Linked DNA regions of Gossypium hirsutum: all the other regions are linked to region 1. Evidence: chromatin contacts called from public Hi-C data. All regions are on one chromosome and are shown on one strand. Each heading gives the region's core, a stretch centred on a gene start, on an enhancer-like site or on the middle of the called end of the contact. The rest is flanking DNA. Distances are from core to core; before and after follow the strand shown. Region 1 holds the start of LOC107910262 (nitrate reductase [NADH]-like). Region 2 holds the start of LOC121214627. Region 3 holds the start of LOC107910590 (mediator of RNA polymerase II transcription subunit 1). Region 4 holds the start of LOC107908025 (prolyl-tRNA synthetase associated domain-containing protein 1).

Region 1 (2,700 bases), core at 171-2,670:
GCCCACAACTTGCAGTCACAAGCACACAAGTTTCAATCCAACTACTTAGCTTTGACCTTAAATCTAGTCCAGTTTTACAGAGGTGCATGGACCTTAGTTAACAGCCAACCATGTCGGGGACTTTAGTGCGTACAGTTGGAATCCAATTGGAGGAAAAAGACCAGAAGATTCACTTTGTAAAAACGAAGTTTTGAACTCACCCGAATATGAATAGCCCCTCAGAGTGTACGGCCTCTGAGTTGTCCACGAGTTGATTGGTAGGATCTCTTCATGACAAGGCGTCGTTATCACCGAGTTGATGTTTAGCTCATTGATGACGTATTCCGGCTTATACCACCAAGCTGCAAACATTACATCAGCATTTTTCATTACCAAAACACCGAATTTCCCATGCAAAATAATTTTACTGCTCAGTAAAAAAAATTAAAAACACTTTTAATACCTTCAGCGTTGGCTAGCTCTGAATCAACATGAGAAGGAAGGACCTTATTATCTCTATAGTGATAAAAATTATCAGATTCTTTCGTTGTAACGATGATTCGTTTCAACCATTTCACCATTCTCCCGCCGATGAACCCTGGTATGATGATCCGAACAGGGAAGCCATGGTCCGGGGTTAAAAGTTCCCCGTTTTGCATGTAAGCTAAGATAATATCCCGAGCTGGGTCCATGGCGAATTCCTTCTTGATGCTGGTTCCATACTTGGATCCGCCGCCGCCGGGCAAATGCTCGGCCCCTTCGAAACACACATTGAGGGCGCCATGTTTCTTGCTGTAGATCCCACATCGTTTGAGCACGTCACGCAATGGTACACCCCTCCACATCGACGTGGAAATCCCCGAAGCTCCCCAGTTAAAACCCACCGTTGGTTTGATCATGTTTTGTTCTTTACGACGGTTCCCGGCGCAAACCAAGGTAACCGGGAACTCACGGCTTTGAAACTCTTTCACGAGCTGATCCATCGTCAACTTCATCGGCCTTTTAACTAAACCGGTTATTTCAACGGTCCAGTCATCCCACGAAGCTTTGGGGACCGCACCGTGGTTACGAACGTAGTGGAGAGGAACCGGGGTGATGAAACCGTGGTGCATGAGACGGTTCAAAGGGGGTTCAGAGTTGAAAGGGTGTTTCCCTGTAAGACGGACCAGGGAAAGGTTCCGCTCGATCCAGTTATCAGCGGTTACTTCGTCTCGAGGGTCCAAGATCGACGATTCAACCTCGTTGTTGGATTTGACGACCATGGCTTTGTAATATTCGATCTCGTTATCATCATCATCGCTGGAGGATTCATAATCATGGTCGAGGAAAACCTGGTGTACATGGCGGTGGGTTGGGGTTGGACCGGGCTTCAAGGGGGTGTACACGCCGTTCAAAGCCGGTTCAAGCCCCCTGAATTGTCTATTATCGACCGAAGCCGCCATAACAATGGAGATTCAATATTTACTTGAAAACAAGAAAGAAAATTCTTGACTGGATTTTCTTTTTTGTTTCACTGAGAAAATGAAGAAACTGGGGGAGGGTGAAGGCGTTTAAATAGGCTCGTGGAGGCCATAAACATATCAAATGGGACCCTCTGCACGATTGCGTTGTAAATCTGGTCACTAAATTCAAATGGTTTTTGTATTTGCCTTTTCTAATCAAAAGAAGTTTTTAAAAATATTTGTATTTTCTTTTTCAATCCCATTTTTTTCCTGGGAGAGAAATTATATTTTGTGTTCTTTGTCGGGGCTGAGATGCGGGCGTCGCGCCGAGCCGCGGCTCCATTCGCTGCGCTGAGTTAAGAAAGCAGTTAGCTAGCCAGCCACACGATTATTTCCGTGCATCGACAGACCGATAAATATCACCACTTACGTACAATAAAATATCTACTAAATTTTATTATTATTTTTTAAAAAAATTGTTCAATAGGACGAAAAAATAATGATTCCTGGGACACTTTTTTCAACAAATCTGGAAATATAGAAACGAAAGTTGGTGTGTGGAGGGAAAAATATCAGTATTAATTAGGCTCATAATTTCCATATTAATAAGCATAAGCTCAATCAATGTTTATATGTATAGGTTGAAAATGATTTATTGGCTCTGCTTAAACCTTGCCTATAGGCACGGATTCAAGGATAAATGATATTGTTTAATTACAAATATTTTTAAAAATATATACAAGGATTACTTAAATAAATATCTTGATTATTGATTTCTTCATATACAAAACACAATAAATCCAATATATAAGCTCCCAATTAAGTCTTAGCTCGATTGGCATATGTATTGTCTCCAATGTAAGAGGACGTGGATTCAAGTGTGTTGATGCGCATTATCCTCATATTTATGTGTTAGGGAAAGACTATGAATAATTTTAGATATTGTGAAAAAAAAAACAATGCATGTAAGTTTAATATGCTCAGACATGCATATACCGACATGGAAACACATCAAACAAACAAAACTAGACGATTCGAGCGACTAATCCAATCCATTTTTCACATTCATAGGAGTTCGACTATATTTCTACTTTACGACTATGATATTTTCTGAACATTCCTAACATTATTTTTATTGAATTTAGAAACAAATGTAACGAATTAACCATAATTTTCTTTCCATTTAGATCTCATCTTACTAGTATCACTAGAAATTGGTAAATATTTTTAATACTAACTTTTCCTATATTAGTTGCAGTCTATCCTTTTCGGAATTGAT
Region 2 (2,700 bases), core at 48-2,547, 140 kb before region 1:
CCTTTATTTTAAAATCGAGATAACAAAATGTCATATCCAGTAAGTTAGGATCCAACATTTCGAAATCTTAAGAACTTCATTGTAAAAAAAATGTACGATTTTAATAAAATGAACACTTGATTATCTAAGTTCATCGAGAAGAGTTAAAGCCCAGTAAGTTAGGGCACGATTCTCTCGAGAACTTACGAACACCAAGCTTTTTCTTTTTTGGAATTATGAAATAAAATAATTATAATGCTAAAATAAAATACAATTCTTACAAATAGAACATAATTGAGTAGCAATACATATAATGTAAAAGATAAATAACAACCTAGACTTAAACTAAAAGCAATCAAGCAAGTAATAAGCAAATACAAACATTGACTTTAATCATGTTATACAAACATCCATATTAATAATTAAGAAACCTATAAATTAATAATCAATATAAAAAAATTTCGAGACAATAAGAAAAAGAAAAAACAATAATAACCATAAATAATGTGAATATTTGATACAATTTGGTAATTGAACTAAAAAACAAATAAAAGATTTGAATGAATTTTAATGAAAGATTTAAAAAAATAAAAAAAAAAATCAAATCAAATAAAAGTGAATAACTTAAAATTAATACTTACATTTTGATTTATAAAAAAAAATCTAGTATAAATAATAGTATATACATAATAATAATACATATAAAAGTTAAAATAAATAAAATAAAATAACAAATTTAAAAGGAATAAGGCTTCCGTGTATAAAAAAAATCATTTGAAATTAATAATATATTAATATATATATGCATACTAAAAAATATATTATATATATTCATATATACAAAAATATGAGATATTATTATTTAAAAAATTGAAGTTAATTATATATATATGAACAAAAAAAAGTATAAATTATGCCAAGATAATATATAAAAATATTTATAAAATTAAATAATGAATACATAAAATAATATTATATAGTAAAAGAATTTATAGTAAAATTAGGTTAACTAATATATATATAATACTAAATATAATAACAACAAATAAAATTAATAATAATAAACCAATTAATTTAATGAAAACAGATCTACTTTGAATTCTAACAAAATTCTAAGGGTTGATTTGAAATAAATGAGTAAATGTCCGCATTGAAAACCACTAAAAATCATAGGGACTATTATAGCAATTTAACACAAGAATTTTAAACAATCAAAATCGGACGTAGAAAATGACACCGTTTAGGCTTGGATCCAGGTGAAAACAGAATCAAATATGCGGTACAAATTACAAACAATTGCAGGAAATTAAATTGCAATTCCATTAAACGCAGAGGGATCTGTTAGGTAAATAGACCAGACATCCATTTCACGCGGATCCTACCCCGGGTCGGGTCACCGCTTGGATCTGGGTCTCAGAACGACGTCGTTTCAAAGCCACCGTATTGGCTCCAAACGGCGATGTTTTAACTTCGTGCTTAAAGGCTAAAACTTGAAAAATCTTTTTCATTTTTTAGAAACCTTAAAGAGAACAAATGTTCTCTGCACCGTTCAGTACTGAGGCACTCGATTGGTCTCCGATCCTAGCCCATTCTCCGATGACGACAAAGAGGGCCAGAATCTCACCGCCAGGTACGTCCTTTCTTTCCTTTTATTATTTCTCTCCTTAACCAACGATTAATAAACACAAAAATAAGAAAAAGAAAGAAAAGTAATAACCAGCCAAAATGAAAGAGAAAAAGGAACCCAGAAAATCACCTCTTAGTATTTTGATTTTTTTTATATTCTGAATGCATGTGTATCACCGATTACAAAGATTTCGCCTTTTGTTTTATAGGCTGAAAAAATAAACAAAAATAACAAAAATGAAAATACAATTTTTCCTTTCTGCTGCGTTGTTTGCTCTATTTGCAGGTACGGAGTCGGGGACGTGGCGTGTACGGAGGCCAGCTGGAGGCGCGTGGTGGTGCTACATGCGTGGGGAGTGGCTCGGTAGCGGCGCATCAGCCATTAGGGTTTTCCGGCTTTTGTTTCTATGTTGGGTTTTGGGTTTCTGTAATCGGGCCAGGGTTCAGGCCTTTTTGGGCCAATTGGTTTGTAATATGGGCTGGACTGTGTAAATGGACTTTGCCCTTTTATTGAATTTGATTTTATTTATTTATTTAGTTAATAATTTTTTTTGACATGTATGTGAGCCGGGCTAAAATGGTCTGCTACAATAGGTACCAAATTAAAAAAAAAAGTTGCCAAACACAATACCAAGTATAATTTTAATTTTATAAATATAATATTTTATATTATTTTGACTTATATGTAAAAAAAATTAAGCTCCTATATTAAATTCGCATCCAATTAAACCATTGTTGTCCACTACAATAATCAATTAAGCCATTCCATTAATGGTTTCTGTCATTAGCCACGTTAACCATTAAAATAAACTGACGGATCAATCAAATGGTGACACATTGTAGCTTCAATTTCAGTCTAATATTTTCCCCTTAAAACTAATGGAAAATAAAAAAATAAAAAAATCAACAAATATTAAACATTGATATAAACTTATTAAAACTATAAAACTATATAATAATATAAATATTATAAAAATTATAACATTAATAAAACTTATTTAAAATGTTTAAAATTAAAAAAATTAGAATTCTTTGAAAATAATAAAAATTGTAAAAAATAAAAAAATATTAAAATTGTTATGAAATAAATAATAA
Region 3 (2,700 bases), core at 24-2,523, 160 kb after region 1:
CTATACCTTCTGATTATGTGAAATAAATGATTAATTTAGAAAATCATGCACTTAGGTCTAATTTTCTATTTGAAATGTTCTATAAATGCGTGGTGTGTACAATTGTTGGTGTGGTTCGTAAAGTTTTAAATGGAAAGTCACCTTGATGGCTATTGTGATGTTTGAAATTTGGCTTGGACCGTCCCGCTAGGTCTGGGGCGTTACATTTCTCATCTTTCTTACCAAGCACACCTATGGAAAGAAAATTTACATTTTCCACCTTAGGGATGGCAAAACCTAAACCTTTCGATGGGTTCTGCATCGGTTCACTTCGAATGGAGCGAATTTTTTCTTTTGAAAAGTGGATGTGGAGTGGATTATTTCTTTTGAATAGTGAGTATGAAGTGATTATGATAATTGCTTGCCTCACCTTGACCTGCTCCACTATATGAAATTACCATTTTATTTTTGTATATATAAACTATTAAAAGGGTAAAAATAGAATAACATGATATAGAAAAGATCTATATATTTTATGTTTAAATAATTTTCAAGAATTATGTTTAAATGTTTATTTGACTTCAAAATATTGAAAATATTAAATATAAGTAGCAAAATTTTAAAATTTTAATTAAAGTAGAGCGGGATGGGGCAGGGATGGATGTGTCCAACATTCATGGAGGTGGTAGTAGTTTTCAAATTATACATTCGTAGTGGAGTAGGGTGAGTGGTGGAGTAGACTGTGCCAACTATAAAGTAGTGATGGATTTAGAAATATTGGCTTTCGCCCCACTCCATTGCCATCCCTATTTTGTCTCTTCAAATTTCTACCTTTCTAATTTACTTTCCTTTGTACTAAGCAAAGCCTAAGATTAAATAATGAAAAATTAAGTAATGAATTTAAAGTTATAAAATTTGTTAAGTGTATTAGTACTTAATTTAATTAGACTGTTCTATAAATGTAGATTTTAAAATTTTAAAGGAAAAATATTTAAAAGAAAGATAAAATAAGTTGAAAAATATCATTTTTAATGTTTTTATGAGAAAAGTCTATTTATCAAATATGTTTAAAAACACTATTATTTTTTAGATTGTAAAGCATACCCATGAACAATTAATGATGAAAATATTAAGATAAATAGACAAAAACAACCATCTGGAATAACATAAATAAATTAAGAGATTATTGAGCATTTATTAATATAATAATTTCTCATAAAAATCTTTCTCCAAAATTTGAATAAAAATTTGATAGAAATAAAAATATAAAAAAACTACACTTACAAAATAGAATATTTATTTTTTTGGTTGGAAGAAGAGGTTGATCTTCATATGTTTCGTTCCAGTATCAAAACAAAAAATAGTAACAAAAATAAATTACGCCTCCATCTTTGCCCTCAGAAAAACAAAACCCTAATTTCAGAAATTGCGGCATTTCCCCTTTATTTCTTCATCACTCTTCTCTATTGTTCCAGTTTTTTTGTTCTTTTATTTCACTGAAACTTTCCGTCGTTGTTTCATCTTATTTTTGTTATTATTATTTTTCTTTCTTTTTGTAATTATTCCTTTTTTTCCGGGAAAATAAAGAGTGGAATTTTGGGAACGCGAAACGAAGCAATAGCCTGGAATTGAAGCGGAGATTAGGGTTAGTTCTCTCCGTTTTTCTTTGTCAAATGTTTCCCCAAATTTTCTTCTTGTCGTTTGGGTTCAAATCCTAGCAGTTGGGAACTTATAATTAAAATTAAATCTAAGGTTTTTAGTTTTACTCAAGACTTATTTGTTATTTAGGGCTACTTTTTCTTTTTCCTAATTTTACTGGTTTATGGGCATTTAGCATTATTTTGGAATAGTCCTTTTATTGCTTTGTTCTTGCTTAAGTTGTTGATTTAGAAAGAGGGTTGGATCTTCTTTTATGAGAAATTTGAGGGCCATTTGAAACTGGAAAAATCAGCAATCTGCAAATCCATCTTTTAATCAAAGATGGAGTAAGGAGTGAGTTAATTATTAGAATCTAATCTCCTTATTGTCATTGTATTTGTTTTGGTTGCTATGGCCTCCTATTCGTGTTAAACATATTGTGCTTTTTGATCAAACAACTCCTTTGTCATTTGTTGAGTTTCACCTTAAATCCGCAAAATTATTGGCAAGTTATGGTGGTTTGAATGACAAAGAATAGGGTAAGAGCTTGAGTTTGTGTAGGAAGAAAATTCATATGGTGGGTTAGGGTTTGAAGAAGGTTCAAAAAGTGTGTTCTTTTATATTATTAGTTTTCTGATGATCATGTTCGATATCCCTTATGGAAAGAAGTGAACCAGCATTAGTTCCAGAATGGTTGAGAAGTACTGGCCCTGTTACTGGGGGTGGTGGCAATTCAGCCCACCACTTTGCTTCCTCTTCTTTTAATTCAGGTACCCTTTGACGCCTCAGCTTCTAGGAATACATTGCATTTCTCATTCTAGTTATACTCCATTACAATGTTACTCTTGGACATGCATGTCTGTTAGATATGCCTTTGGTACACTTTTTGTTTTCTAAGCCATTGTGTTTCTCATTGCATTTATACTAATGTTCTTTTTATAGTTGTCATTGTAGGAATGTTTGTATGTATATTTGGGAATATATAGTAACTGTATTGTTGTTGTTGTTGTCTTAGATGTTTCTTCACTGGTTCATCATGGAAGACATAGAAACTTTAGGAATATAGGTGATTCTGATTCCCCT
Region 4 (2,700 bases), core at 87-2,586, 220 kb before region 1:
TCTTTATGGGAAACTATCTTCGTGAATGGTCATTTTATATAAGATGGACAAATTTGCATTTGAATATGAGTATCTCTCTGCTTCAATCAATGGTGAGCCCAATTTTGTTACAATCAACCTGGTGTCATTATATAGTCCAAGACTTTGGTTTATATTTATAAGAAGCATTATCGAAACACCAACTTTCAACTCAATTTTATGGTTGGGAATTTAGGAGGATATAATACAAATTGTTGTTCAATATTTCTTGAAACAGGTGAGATTTTGTCTTCACTTAGTTCTTAAAATTGCCTAGAACTAACACCAACCTTATTAGACGGTGACGAGATAGCCCTATCCTTTATAAAGGTTGAAGTTTTTTTCCAAATTGGGATAAGTGGATTCAACAATGTCACAAAATGAACCAGATCCATGTGGAATTATTTGCGACATGTCATCCCCATCATGTTTGATAGTAGGTAATTTACCATCACCAAATTCAACGGCCACTTATTGAAAGCAGAGATAGAAGAAGTTGTTGAATTCATATGAAATCACATGTTTATGGTTAATTGGAAAAGGTCACAGTGATCCCATATTAGGGACTTGGTAATATAGAAGTTGAAATAATACCACTGCGCCTGCCCCAAGGAACATGTAATATTTGTCTGAAATCCCCTCCCAACAACATAGTTACCCCATCGAATAACTTGTTTTCTGATGAATGATCATTGCATCGCAGAATATCCTACAACATGTATATCAGCCATTGGTGCTTCATCCCATTTATTCAGACTTGTCTTCCTTAGTAGTTCAGCTGCTGATGTACCTTACTTAACATCGCAATGAGAGTTATTGCTTAATTTCAATGGGATCTTAAGTATTGAATGTGTTGTTCATCCACCATAATGCAACAATTTTACCCTCAGACCTTAGTCGAGTAGTGATTGTCCTCCATAAATATGTTTTCTCTGTGCCACCACTTGAATACAAAAAAAAATGAAGCATCTAGAAGTGTTATAAGCAAATTTGATAACTGCATCGTATACGGATCTTTGATCAACATGAAGACCATTATATAGTTCATTGTGTTTGTACTACCAACTCGTCCCTATCATAATTAATGAAGATTAGAGTGTTGGTATTTGTTTCAAGACATGGGTGATTATGAACCTTGAAACAAGAATATAGTAAATCAACTAAGATCCCTTAACAAGTTAAGAAAAAAGTTGCTCCATTCTACCAAATACGGGTGAGTTTTATTTGAGTGAGAACAAAATTTACCTTAAATTGAGATCGCACTGTAGGCCCAGTGCAACGGAGTTTCTGTAAATGATCCAACGAGTTTAAGCCCAAACCACAATCCACCTCAGTACTTCAGTACCAAATAAACCTATTCCAAACTCATCGCTGATTTCTATATTGTTTGCTTTTATCTCCTTAACTTCAGTCTTCAGCTTCGACACAGAAACAATGGTTTATTCCAAGGATCAGCTGCTTGCTCGTTTAAAGGTTTCCTCTTTTTGATTTCTGGATAGCTTTTAGTTCTAATCTTTGCACAGTTAGTATCTAATTCGCAATATCCATTCAGTTTTTGGGAAATGATTCATTATTTAAACTACAATTGTGATTTGGGTTTTCATTATTTTTATTTAAATTCATTTATTTTCAGGGTAAGAATGGAGCAAATAAAGTGTCAAAACACAAATTAGGCTGTTACAATATGGTTTTCTCTGCTAAAATTATGAACTTTTATAAATATTTACACTATGAATTGGTGGAAATATTGTGAATTGTAACCAGTGGCCGATCTTGCCATTTGATTTTGGGGGCCAATTAGGAAACTAAGTATGTAGTTTGACCAATAGCTTAAAGCTGTGATCTTAAAGATGAAAATAGAAGAACACAAGGTGACAGATAACAATTTAAATTTATAATGCACAAAATTAAATTATAAACAAAAATAATAATAAATATATACATTTTTTTTGGGGGGGGGGGTGGTGGTAACAAGTTAATTTAGTTTAGCGCACACACTCACGCAAGATGTTTCCAAAATGGCCCGTGACTCCCATGGCAATTCACCATTGATTGCAATCCTTCTAATTATATAGTTTTGATTCAGCACTATTTCTCTGTTTGTATCTGGTTATGATTGAATTCAAGAATTTATGGCCTTGCTTCAGTTTATGGTAGCTTTTCTTCTTTTGCATCTCTAGTGACTGGTATGTGCATTGGATTTTTTTCAGGAGCTTCAAATTGATTTTTCCCAGTATGAACATCCTGTTGTTTTGACTGTCGAAGCTCAGGTAAAAGAAGAGTGCTAAACTTAGCTGATTAGTCCCTTTTGAGTAGACAAACTCATGCATTTCATGGATTCTAAAATTTTTCTTCTCATCAGGCAAAATATGTTGGGAATGTGGGAGGTGCACTGAGCAAAAATCTGTTCTTGAAGGTATACACCGAATGAATATTGGCATTGTTTCTGATGGATTGTTTGTAACTTTCTCAGTGATTGCAAATGGTTATCCATGCAGGACAAAAAACATAGGTACTATGTTGTGTCTGCCCTTGCAGATACGAAAGTAGATATGAAAGGTACATACTTTCTTTCCTGCTTTATTTTTTGTATAATGCATGGAAATAGTTTATTGGTCTCACATGTTGGTCTCAATATGGAAATTTTGAAGTAACTTTGAGATGTTAATGTGAGTTTCACGT

The links. A called contact is a pair of places that touch in the nucleus more often than the background predicts.
Region 2: a contact with region 1 is called in a Hi-C map of leaf, with 1.7 times the contacts expected there. The contact joins the promoter of LOC121214627 here to the promoter of LOC107910262 in region 1. A contact is called at or near these places in 2 of 34 Hi-C or Micro-C datasets (both in leaf).
Region 3: a contact with region 1 is called in a Hi-C map of leaf, with 8 times the contacts expected there. The contact joins the promoter of LOC107910590 here to the promoter of LOC107910262 in region 1. A contact is called at or near these places in 19 of 34 Hi-C or Micro-C datasets (anther, callus, fibers and 4 more).
Region 4: a contact with region 1 is called in a Hi-C map of leaf, with 2.1 times the contacts expected there. The contact joins the promoter of LOC107908025 here to the promoter of LOC107910262 in region 1. A contact is called at or near these places in 4 of 34 Hi-C or Micro-C datasets (all in leaf).

The regions. Positions count from the first base shown.
Region 1 is chrD02:13,717,144-13,719,843 of Gossypium_hirsutum_v2.1, forward strand. LOC107910262 (nitrate reductase [NADH]-like) reads right to left here and starts at 1,421. Exons shown (of 4, transcript NM_001327033.1): 1 at 443-1,421; 2 at 201-341. The coding sequence starts at 1,421.
Region 2 is chrD02:13,574,314-13,577,013 of Gossypium_hirsutum_v2.1, forward strand. LOC121214627 reads left to right here and starts at 1,298. Exons shown (of 2, transcript XM_041088466.1): 1 at 1,298-1,609; 2 at 1,892-2,134. The coding sequence starts at 1,513. The coding sequence ends at 2,097.
Region 3 is chrD02:13,881,161-13,883,860 of Gossypium_hirsutum_v2.1, forward strand. LOC107910590 (mediator of RNA polymerase II transcription subunit 1) reads left to right here and starts at 1,274. Exons shown (of 5, transcript XM_016838473.2): 1 at 1,274-2,387; 2 at 2,633-2,700. The coding sequence starts at 2,276.
Region 4 is chrD02:13,500,080-13,502,779 of Gossypium_hirsutum_v2.1, forward strand. LOC107908025 (prolyl-tRNA synthetase associated domain-containing protein 1) reads left to right here and starts at 1,337. Exons shown (of 12, transcript XM_041088460.1): 1 at 1,337-1,491; 2 at 2,229-2,288; 3 at 2,381-2,434; 4 at 2,517-2,530. The coding sequence starts at 1,453.